Regions from separate parts of the Triticum aestivum genome. Here region 2 is linked to region 1. Evidence: chromatin contacts called from public Hi-C data. All regions are on one chromosome and are shown on one strand. The core of a region is the stretch at or near the end of the contact, and the rest is flanking DNA. Distances in the headings are between cores, read along the strand shown.

Region 1 (5,925 bases), core at 1,871-4,370:
GTGTGTCGTGTCGGGCTCCCATCCCAGGAAAATGGATGGTGAGGATTCATCGTTATCGATACACCCAGTCAGTCTCAAATTGAAATCCGAAAGAATGTTGGTTGTTGACGTCCGGTAATTCTATGCTTATTGGGCCAGATGACGGTCAACCCTGATCAGTGACCCGAGGTTGTATCATTCGCTAGAAGGCTGGTTGTAATGAAGCATATGATACTAGTATATGATACTACCTTCACAATGCATAGCACTTCCTCCGTTCATGGATATAAGTTTTTTTTAGAGATTCAAATGGACTACCACATACGGATGTATATAGATATATTTTATAGTGTAGATTCACTCATTTTGTTCCGCTTGCAGTCACTTGTTAAAATCTCTAGAAAGACCTACATTTAGGAACCGAGGGAGTATTATAAGTTGGTATCTTAGATTGCCTTATTAATTGTCATGCATGACACAAAGTAGTAGTACAACATTTAATATGATATGGTATCATGATATGAATCACACCCGCTCTTTTTCTCATTTAATTGTGTGTCGTATCATACTCCCTCCGGTCCTTTTTACTCTGCATATTAGAATTCTCTGAAGTCAAACTTCACAAAGTTTGATTGCATTTATATGAAAAAATATCAACATCTGCCATGCTAAAGTTATATAATATGAAACTTTAAGTCATGACACATCTAGTGGTATTCATTTTAGATTGTGAATGTTGACACTTTTTTCTACAAAGCTGGTCAAACTTTACGAGACTTGACTTCAATCAAATCTTATATGCGAATAAAAAACCCCGGAGAAAGTACAAAAAGTCTAGTTGGCATGCATGATACCGCTTATTGCTACTCTCATTACGACCAGCCGAAGAGTCAAATGTTTTGCAACACAAGCTACTACAGGATTTTCAGGTCCCGGTAGATTAAATGTTTTGCATAGTGGAACATCTCGCTTTTGCCTTTTGGGCTTAAAAAGGGGGAGGAAAGTTCATTCAGAAGTTTGACTCGATCAGTGGCATTACTAATCAGTAATGAACAGTACCATTGCACGTACTTGTCATGTAACCATGAAAAGATGTTCTTTCTTTTCACCGGTCATCTAACTATCGAAATGTGTCAGTGCTTGTATCTTGCGTGTTTGCAGAACTCGCGTGCTCGTTTCTGGTTCGGCGTGTGGATGCAGAAACTTCAAATTCTGCATACGTGTACCCGAAATAACCATGGCGATCGTCCTAGCACGCAACACACTGGCGAGTGACATGTCTTCTAGTAGTATTAGTTTTCTTACGGTCAGATAATGCCAACGCCGCCGCTCAAAATCGGTGATTAGCCAACCAAGCTTACCGCTGGTGAAAATTTCAACCAAAACAAACATTTGCTTACCTTGCACGGCATGTCCGTCCTCCTCGCCGCCGTCGGTCTCGCTGAAGTCGCGGCCTTGCACGCTGGCGCAGCGGAACTCCATCCGATTCTGCGTGAGCGTGCCGGTCTTGTCGGAGAAGACGTACTTGATCTGCCCGAGGTCCTCGTTGATGTTGAGCGCCCGGCATTGGAACCTGGCCTGGCTCTTTTCGTCGAACATGTGCTCGTCCTGCACCATGAAGTATGCCTGCCCCACCCTGATGAGCTCCATGGAGATGATGAGCGCGATGGGGATCATCACCTGGAACTGTATCACCGCCGACATGAACGTGAACACCACCTGCACGCCCGTGCCGTACCAGTTGTACCTCCCGTGGCCGTGCTCAGCAGCCCCAGAGTAGTCGTATTTGTGGAAAAAGGGGATGATGCCGAGCCGGTCCACATGGTCACCCATCCAGATGCCGGTGAGGAGAGACACCACCGAGCAGAGAACGACCAGAGCCACGGCCAGCGCGATGATTTCGCGGTTCATGTGCGTCTCGAGGCGGCTGCGCTTGGATGGCGCACCCGAGCTGTTGAGCACCACCTTGGTGTCCCGGCCGGTGTACACCGCCACTCCGATGGCCCAGACCGTATTCTTGAGCTCGCAGCCACGGAGCATGACGTTGGAGGCGCCGAGGGAGATGGCGCGGCGGCCGTTGAGGTCCACGGTGGCGAGGAAGCCGTAGATGTTGCGGTTGGGTTTCTCGCACTTGATGACACCGGCGAGCGCCTCCGGCGGCGTGGACATGGTTTCCTGCTTGGCGTAGCGCGTCTTGAGGTTGGACTCGCCGTCGAGGTTGATGGTCTGGATGTAGGCCACGCCGGTGGGGTCGCTCGTGGACACAAGCACCATGTCGCACGGCAGCGTCTCGTTAGCCACGAGACGCACCACGTCGCCGACCTGAATGTCCTTCCAGCGCTTCGGCCGGAACACGCCGTCCGCGAGCACAGACGCCGTGCGGTTGTTCTCGTTCTTGTCTGACCGGTGGCGCCTCCAGTCCTCGTACGCGTCCTTGACTGCCGTGACGCCGAGCACGAAGGCCAGCGGCAGAACGCCCGCTTCCTTGGAGAGCACGAGGAGTTGCGGCACGAAGTTGAGCACCGCCAGGACGAGGAAGTAGATGTAGGCCACCCTGTGGAACTGCTCGTAGAGGTTGCGCGGGATGAAGGTGAGGACGGAGTACTTGGAGGTGTGGATGGAGTTGTCCGGGAACATGGCCGGCGGCGCGTTGGTGCGCGGCGCGTCGTTGATGTAGACGAACCGGGCGTCCTCGTCGCGGAGGTCCCGCTGCGAGCCGGCGCGCTCGGACGCGGATCGCCTGGTGGACGACCGCGAGACGCTGGACGGCCTGGACCGGGCGGTCCGGAAGCTGTCGAAGGACGGCGAGGTGGATTCCGGCTTGGAGGGCGACCGGAAGTCGGCCGCGAAGGTGACGGACGAGGTGTCTGGCGCGGACCGCAGCGAGCGCGATACGGACGGCGAGTGCTTCAGTATCGGCGACGGCACCGGGTCCGGCATCCTGGCGGGCGGGTCCATATCTGCTCCGGTCGCTTGCTGCGGCCGTTGCAATTGCAACGGATGTGGTGGCGGCAATTGCCCTTGCGGCCGCATGCTGGTGTACGTAGCACGTGGAAGAGTACGTAGTACTAACTAAAGCACCCAGCCGCTAGGCGCAACTAGTACTATGTTCAGATTGGATTTAGCCAAGCGAGGAACAAGAAGGGATGATTACTTGATTTGTCTGCACTGGAGTTAACGAGATCGGCCAAAGGTTTTGGAGGGATCGCTTGGTCGTTTGCGCGAGACAGGCGGGGAGTTCGAAGGGTCTGCAGACTCCAGCTGTGTTATCAATTCGCGGGGAAGGAGAGGAGAAGCTTTGCTGCGAGTGCGAGTGCGACGGCCAACTCTCTTCCAGATGGAAAATGGTCAGGGACTGCAGATGGAAATTAGTCAGGGACGGCGGGTGCTCAAATTGGACCGGAAGGCGTCAGGCGCTGATGCGCATGGACCGAGTCCAGGGGGTTTGTGGGCCCCGGATTTTGCTACCTTAGGCTTTTTTTAAAGTAACTTTTTCTTTTTCTTTTTCTTAGAAGTATTTATTAGCTTGTTGACTTAATTTTTATCGGGGAGCGCTATATGATGGTAGCATCCAAAAATAAGACTCGCAGGAGAACTTGGGCTCTCTCAGAGCTTAGACTAGTCACGGTGGGGAGTAACTTAGAGTAGTAACATGCGTATGTTACTATTTCCACAGTGGACAACAACATATGTGTTGTGTTATGCATAACTTCATTTATTAGGTTCTAGACTCATCTTTTTTTAATATGTGTGATATTACAGTAACTACTATGTTACCATATGCCTCTCTTTTCTAGACTCATCTTTTCTTGATATGTGTGATGTTACAGTAACTATTATGTTACCACATGCATCTCTTTCTTCATTAATTACATGCCATATCATCTATTTTTTCTAAATAAGTGTGATGTTATCACCTATGTTAGGTAGTCTTAAAGCATTTTAACCGTCGGATCGGTTTGCTTGATGCGTTTTGACCTGTAGGATCCCCCTCCTGATCGATCTTCCGCCGGATAAAAAACTAAGCACTATATCAATGAACAGTGCACTCTCCAGCAAAAATACCATGTGCCACCACATGTAATTTCCATGCCCCGCCGAGGGTACGAGTGGTATTTCGCGTGATCCATTGTGACGCGCCCTACACCGATGCGCTGCTCCATCCCCAATCAGGGGAGATGCTAGGGTTTGGTCTCTCTCCTCTCATTCTTCTCTATCCCTCTCACTCACGCCGGTGCCACCGCCGCCACCCGCTAGCATCTGTTCCCGTCTCGCCGCCCCTTCCCCGTCGCTCCTCCTTCTCCTCCATTGCCAAGAGAGGCCCGGTCTCGCTCGGGCCGCTGCTCCTCCATCAAGTCCGTGCATCAGCGTTGTTAGGAGGAGTGGACGCTGCAGCTCATGCACTCTGCTCCTCCTTGGACTGCAGCACGGGCAAAGACGTCGATCACGCTCTGTGCGTCCCCGACATCATCGTTGCCGCCTCTTCTCCACCCCCTTTGCCGCTCCTCAGTCGGCGTTCTTGGTGAGCACCAGGCCCTTCTACCCTACCGTCGGCGCCACCTCCTTGCGAGATTTCGGCCATGGCGGGCTCCCCCACCCTCCCCTCCCACCCTCGTGATGTCTACTACACAACTTGTTCTTCTAGACTCGTGTTGGGCCTCCAAGCGCAGAGTTTTTTTAGGATAGTAGCAAAATTCCCTCAAGTGGATGACCTAAGGTTTATCAATCCATGGGAGGTGTAGGATGAAGTTGGTCTCTCTCAAACAACCCTGCAACCAAATAACAAAGAGTCTCTTATGTCCCCAACACACCAAATACAATGGTAAATTGTATAGTGCACTAGTTCGGTGAAGAGACGGTGATACAAGTGTAGCAATGATAGTAGATATTGATTTTTTTAATAGCAACAATAAAAAACAGCAAGTTAGCAAGTAACGAAAGTGAGCACAAACGGTATTGCAATGCTTGAAATAAGGCCTAGGGTTCATACTTTCGTTAGTGCAATCTCTCAACAATGCTAACATAGTTAGATCATATGGCAATCCCTCAACATGCGATAAATAATCACTCCAAAGTTCTTATCCGGCAGAGAACATAAGATGAAATTGTTTGTAGGGTACGAAACCACCTTAAAGTTATCCTTTCTAATTGACCTATCGAGCTATTCCTATAAGTGTCACAAACAGCCCAAGAGTTCGTACTAAAATAACATCATATGATACACATCAACCAACTCTAATGTCACCTAGATACTCCAATATCACCACAAGTATCCGTGAGTTAATTATACGATATGCATCAAACAACTTCAGATTCATAATACTCAATCCAACACAAAGAATTTCAAAAAATGCCCTAAGATTTCTACCGGAGAAACAAAGACGAAAACGTGCTCAACCCCTATGCATAGATTACCCCAGTGTCACCTCGGGAATCAACGAGTTGAGTGCCAAAACATACAATAGTGAATCAATATGATACCCCATTGTCACCACGGGTATTCATAGCAAGACATACATCAAGTGTTCTCAAATCCATAAAAGTATTCAATCCGATAATAATGAGATCTCAAAGGTAAAACTAAATCCATCACAACAAGATGGAGAGGGGAAAACACCATATGTTCCAGCTATATTAACAAAGCTCGCGATATATCAAGATCATGCCAGAACACGAGAGAGAGAGAAAGAGATCAAACACATAGCTACTAGTACAAACCCTCAGCCCCGAGGGTGGACTACTCCCTCCTCATCATGGTGGCCGCCAAGATGGCGAAGATGGCCTTCGGTGATGATTTCCCCCTCCGGCAGGGTGCCGGAACGAGCTCCCGATTGAGTTTTCGTGGCTATAGAGGCTTGCGGCGGCGGAACTTCCGATCTAGGGTTATTTCTGGGGGTTTCTATATTTATAGGATTTTTTGCGTCGGTCTCACACTAAGATGGGCTT
Region 2 (5,925 bases), core at 2,019-4,518, 910 kb after region 1:
GATTTATGTTCGGTCGCGCTAGTTTTCGACCCGTATACGCGATCTTCGTGAAACCGCAAACGCGTTTTGCAAGTCAAGTTTTTGCGGGGTGTGCTAGAGTTGCTGTTACAAAACCTACAAAATCCAGGTTCCGATGTATTGCGACGTGGAGATTGCTACAGCAGATAACCAGACCAACAGGTGCAGTCGACCAGAATATGAACGTTTCAACTGGAACCCAGCGCGTTGCCACGTAGCTGGCGTCGACATGCCGTTGTTTTCGACGAGCCGGGAGGAAGGCTCCAGAATCGCAGTTATCAGGGAGCTGAATCTTTCGAGAAGCCAAGGGAGGCACACCTGTTATAGCCGACAAGAGTGATGCACACTCGAGGGATGGGAAATCCACAAGTCTTCCAGCCAGATCTATGGTCCTTGTCCGTTTGATAAGAAAAGCCGGAGGCCAGCCGTGTGGACAAGGATATGCAATTGTGCATCCGGAAAGGAGAAGAAAATAACGAAAATTAATGTGCATACGCTTGATGATATGGTATGTTCTTGCCTAATTGTATACTCTGAACCCATGCTTCCTCATTTCTTGTTCCTGTTATTATCCTAGCAAAACAATCATATGACAGGGCATACGATGTTCATCCAATTGGTAATACCCACCATTTTCCCAGTAATGTATATCATCCATAAGATCCCCGCGATACAAAATTGATGGTTCAACAATTCGATCTAGCTCGGCAGGACCACCCTTTTTTTCACTTCAAGCGAGAGCAACCACAAGGTCTTGTCCCTTGCTTGTTAAGTTTCAAATGCTTTCTTTCGCCCCCTTCCCATTTTGTCCGATTACAAAGCCCAGCTCCAATATCTAGAAAAGAGAAGTCCTGCTTCAAACCACAGAAAGCTATATGTACCTGCTTCCTGAGTTCTGACCACGCAGAAGGGAATGCAAGAACGCACCAAAGGATTGTACCTGTTTGAACTACAACCACGACACATATTTTGAAGTGAGGGAGTACATATTAGCAGGCGGTGAATTTCAGATTCTCGAACAAGCAAAACTACTAAAGGGGAACAAGGCAGGCACGATAATTCCAATTGGCACTCAGATTTAACCCATACAGCTACCATACAATTTACTGGCAGAGGATTACCCACAATACTTGCTGGTACTACTAAAGTACTGCTTCTACTTCTACGCTTCTAGCGGAGAGGCGGGAAGGCAGGCTTGACAAGTAGTAAAAATCTATCAAGCCTGCACTCTACACAACCATGAGAAAGTACAACCTGTACACACCAACAACAATCGGGAAACTGTACAGAACCAATGGACGCGATCTCATCTTCCTGATGAGACCAAGGTCCTCTCTCCGGAGCCCTGCCGCACCAATGGTTTTGCCGGTGGAGGAAGCCTTGGGCTCCCAGGAGCAATGACCTCGGAGTCTCCACTCGGAACTGATTCTGGCAGCTTCGTGTAGGTGAACTGCAGGTCCTTGTTCGCAGCCAAGGCCAGCAGCTCAGACTCCTCGAGGCCCCTGGTTGGGCCAATGCTACACCTATCCGGATTGTGCTTGGCAAGCGCATCCCTGAACTTCTTTATCTGAAAAGACAATTGCCACCATAGTAAGCATCTCATCAAATGGTAAATCATACGCTTGACTACACGTCTAGAATAAGATGAGACCATAATATGTTCCTTCAAATTCAGTGAAAGACCTTCGATCCCTACACTACCAGTAAGCTCCAAGTAACGCTATATGGAAGGCTTTCAAAGCCTTGATAGGTAAGTTTGGGAGGATCTCTTGGAACTTAAAACATGGTTTGTTTGTTTCTGACTCCTCTCGCGGTCTATAATTCACAGGAGCATGAAAGGGCACATGACCAGATTAGTATCTTACGGTTGCGTTAGTACAGCTGAAGCTGCAGAGGCGGCCCTGGGCTCCCCGGTAGAACCTGAAGAAGGGCAGAACATGGACATGGAGGCTGTAGCACATCGATTTGTGTTCCTCGTAGTTCACTTGCAAGAACAGCACATCTGGGTTCTGTTCCGCAAACTGGCAAATCTGCATAGGGAAATAAAATAATTTAAGAACACCGCAAATTTTTACATCACACGACGGTGGAGCTTCAGAACTGTAGTATTATCAACATTTCCGCAGCCATGATTTTCACCTTGGGGTGGAGGGCACGGCAGCCGCCGCAGCCAGGGGAGAAGAAGTCAACGACGACGAGCCTGTCGCCGGCGTTGGCCAGCGAGTCGACGAGGTCCTGAGCGGACTCAATCTCCCTCATGTTGGGCTGCAGACCCTTTTCCCACCACTTGGTGGATTTCGCAAACGCAAGATTCATCTGCGACAGAACATACTGGCTCAGCATATTGGCCCCGCACACCACAATAGTCGGAGATTAGTTGCAAAATAGCAGAAAGTCAAATATAGGTGTTCAACTCTGCATGCGGATGAGATTCGGATAGAATGACTATATCAGCGAATTTATCGCGGACAACAGGTTAAGTCAGGGAAAATATATATAGCAATATAAAATAAAAAATAGGGCACCGACGATCAAAAGAGAATCGCAGCCAACAGAAAAATGAATAAACTAGAGCGGAAAATTAAATTTACCTGCACCGGTGAGGCGACTAGATTCCGGGAAACGAGCTTGGATCTCCTGGGACCGACCGTGAGCCTAGCGCCAAGAAACGGGCTCTTCCTGCCGATCCGCACGGCCGCCGGCGCGCAGGGCGACATGCGGGCCGCCACGGCACCGCGCCGCCGGGCACCAAATCCTGCGGCCCGGTTGCCGCACGGCGAGACCAGGGTCCCTTTGGCCACCGCCTGCACCGTCGCCATAGCCGCTCGCCGTCAAGAGAGAGGGAAACACAGGAGGAGAAGCCGAGAGGGAAGAAACGCAAAGAGAGGAGAGGAGAGGAGAGAGGGGGGATTGGAAGCGGCGAAGAAAAGTAGCGCCTTTTAAAAAGGAGGCCCACGGATGAAAGCAAGCAACGCGAAGTAAAAAAACTGCCGCGTTTTCTTCCCTTTTTGCTGGTAAAATGTCCCCCGCCGACTACTACCAGTCGTCCGACGCATCGATGGGGCGCCCGATGGTCGCCACGTAGTCAAGAAGCTTCTCGTCTTCTTTTTTTTTCGCAGCTGCACAGGATGGATATGTACCGGATAAGGATGATAAATTGGGGCTCACAACTCACGCGCCCGTAGGGGTAGGGAAGGGAGACGCCACGTGTGGGAGAGAGAGCTGGGTGTAAACACTCGGGGACTCGTGGCAGTTTCTTCTGGTCATGGATGAGGTTGAGGCCCCCACGTTCAGCGAGTAGTGGCAACCGGATGGGTCACCGTTGAACCGTGATCGGTCGGTTTTCGTCTGGTGGTACACCTCTTTCCTTCCACGTCGACGAACTAAGTGCCACACACAGAGATACCAAAAGAGTAGATTCTACTCACATGTTACTTTTTGATTATTTTCTACTCCTTACATTCCTTGAACTAAATCCACGACAATAATTTTGAAACTCTCGCGAAGGTTAATTCGTGGTGCTGGTTTGGAAATCGACTTGATCTCATAAATAGATTTTTTTAAACGAGTTGGCAAAAGAAAACCACTGTTGTGCTTATCTGCACAATTGCTAAGCATGCTTAGTTGTACGCAGGTGCTAAATTTTTGGGCGAGCTGAACGAGCAGCTAGACCACTACTATTGATAGTAAACTGATTTGGATATTGGATATGGATGATATTATGCGGTGAGCTTTTAGCGGCCTCCTATTCATAGTAACCGAATTCGGATAAAGGATGGCTTTGTGTGGTTGAGTGATAGCGCGATTGTACACGCACTTGCAGCTCTCTATTCATAGCTGATGATACCATGAACACGAACATGAGTTATCTACTTTAAGACCCGGATGCGGTTCGAACTAATTGTCGGCCGTGAATACAATCACATCACATCTATTTGCATTCAAACTATTTTTCCAAGGTTTTCTTTTGAAGACTGGCCGTAGAACAACCGTTCTGCTATATTTTACTCATTATTATAATAAAACAATAAAGTCAATCCAAGTACAAAGAAAAGGAGAAAAAAATTAGGAAAAGTAAACTAATGAAACAAAAGGGAACAAGAGGCACTCAACTAATTTCACTTCTAGGAATTATCTAATGGATCAAATAAGAATGTCAATCCAGTCATTCATAACCGTAGACTTAGCATCTTTGAGTCTTGAACTGATAATAGAAGATCTTCCTTCAGCAAAAGTATAGGATCGAGAGTATATTGACCAGACGGCGGAGGGGGGGTGAATGAGAGATTTAAAATTTCTTTCAAAACTTGAAATCTCTCGGTACAAGACAACGGAAATAAAACTAAGAGAGAACAAATCTCTGAAAGAAAATTACTCTACAAAGTAAATATGACAAAACAGATAGACTAGACGAGCGACTATATGTAGGAGATGATAATCTTGCGGGTATAGAACCACAATACTTTGAGATCTATGACGAAGACAAGGAATGGAAACAAGATTACCAACATCGATAGAATTATATACACAAAACAATACACACAACACAGATGAAAAACATACACACTACCGAGGGATGTTCATGAGAGAAATGCTAAGTTGGATGACTAGATGGCATCAAATATAGAGCAAACGAAAATATAGACAAACAACCCTAAGCACGAAAACTGCAAATATACAACACGACATGGTTACAACAATGATAGACATGCTTAAATGATTCCTGATGGAATTGTACCGAAGAACAACACAACAGATATATCTCAGCCGAGAATAAATTACTAAAGATAAATGCGGACACAAAAGTAACCACGGGTGCTCGATGGCGACAGATGATTTGGTGACCAGTTCGCTCTTGTGCAGACGAGCTATATCTAGTTGGAGGGACTTGTGATTAAATACACGAGATAAATTTCACTCGGGGTAGATTCTTATTGGCAATCTCCAAACCTTTAACACAGCTTGCTTACGGAGACCATAATTACTCTTGCTCCTCAGGCAGACGCCTAAACATCTAGAAAGTTAGCAGCTCTCAAGAGTAATAGGCACAAGAACTCTCAACTTAGATCTACTCTGATGCTCGACCACAATCTAAGTTATCTAGCTCTTGGTTTTCTCTCAATGGATTTACTCAAATCGCTCAGAGAGGGGTGCTTAATCAATGTTCTTAAAATTTCAAGCAGAGCTACCAACCATCTTAGTTGGTGCAGGTTGGCTATTTATAGCCACCGCAATCCCGAATTGGAATGACCAATAAGGACCTGAAGCCCAAAGGATGCCCAACCGACATGTTTCCAATAAGGACCTGAAGCCCAGAGGAAGCCTGAATGGCAACTTTACTTGAGGAATAAGTAAAGCTGACTCCTCTGCTAGAGCACTTCTCTCGCAGCCTAGAAGAACATCGTCTCTGGCTGGAGAGTGAATACTTTTCGATTGATAAGATTTTGTAGGATCGAAAGTATGTCTAGAGGGGGGGTGATTAGACTACTTGACCAAATAAAAATCTAGCATTTTTTCAATTTTAAGTCTTGGTAGATTTTAGCAACTTAGCACAAGTCAAGCAATCAACCTACACATGCGAGTATAAGAGTATAGCAGCGGAATGTAAATCATTGCATATGAAGGTAAGGGGAGCAGTTTAGAGGGAGCAAACACAATGTAGACACAGAGATTTTTGGCGTGGTTCCGATAGGTGGTGCTATCATACATCCACGTTGATGGAGACTTCAACCCACGAAGGGTAACGGTTGTGCGAGTCCACGGAGGGCTCCACCCACAAAGGGTCCACGAAGAAGCAACCTTTTCTATCCCACCATGGCCATCGCCCACGAAGGACTTGCCTCACTTGGGTAGATCTTCATGAAGTAGGTGATCTCCTTGCACTTACAAACTCCTTGGTTCAACTCC

What was found. Hi-C and Micro-C count contacts between places; a contact is called where the count stands out from the background.
Region 2: a Hi-C map of leaf shows a contact between it and region 1, with 6 times the contacts expected there. The contact joins the enhancer-like site here to the promoter of LOC123085744 in region 1. A contact is called at or near these places in 2 of 5 Hi-C or Micro-C datasets (both in leaf) and 1 of 1 datasets of contacts at active chromatin or transcription factors (leaf).

The regions. Positions count from the first base shown.
Region 1 is chr4A:170,894,594-170,900,518 of IWGSC CS RefSeq v2.1, forward strand. It overlaps LOC123085744 (phospholipid-transporting ATPase 1), which reads right to left and starts at 3,121. Exons shown (of 7, transcript XM_044507440.1): 1 at 1,380-3,121. The coding sequence starts at 3,012.
Region 2 is chr4A:171,804,038-171,809,962 of IWGSC CS RefSeq v2.1, forward strand. It overlaps the pseudogene LOC123085745. Among protein-coding and RNA genes, the nearest start is that of LOC123081908, 150 kb to the right of the region's middle. Within about 2 kb of position 3,269, at least 6 of the 8 cell types and tissues checked have an H3K27ac peak or open chromatin away from gene starts, as enhancers often do. A contact at or near this core is called in leaf, where this site is marked.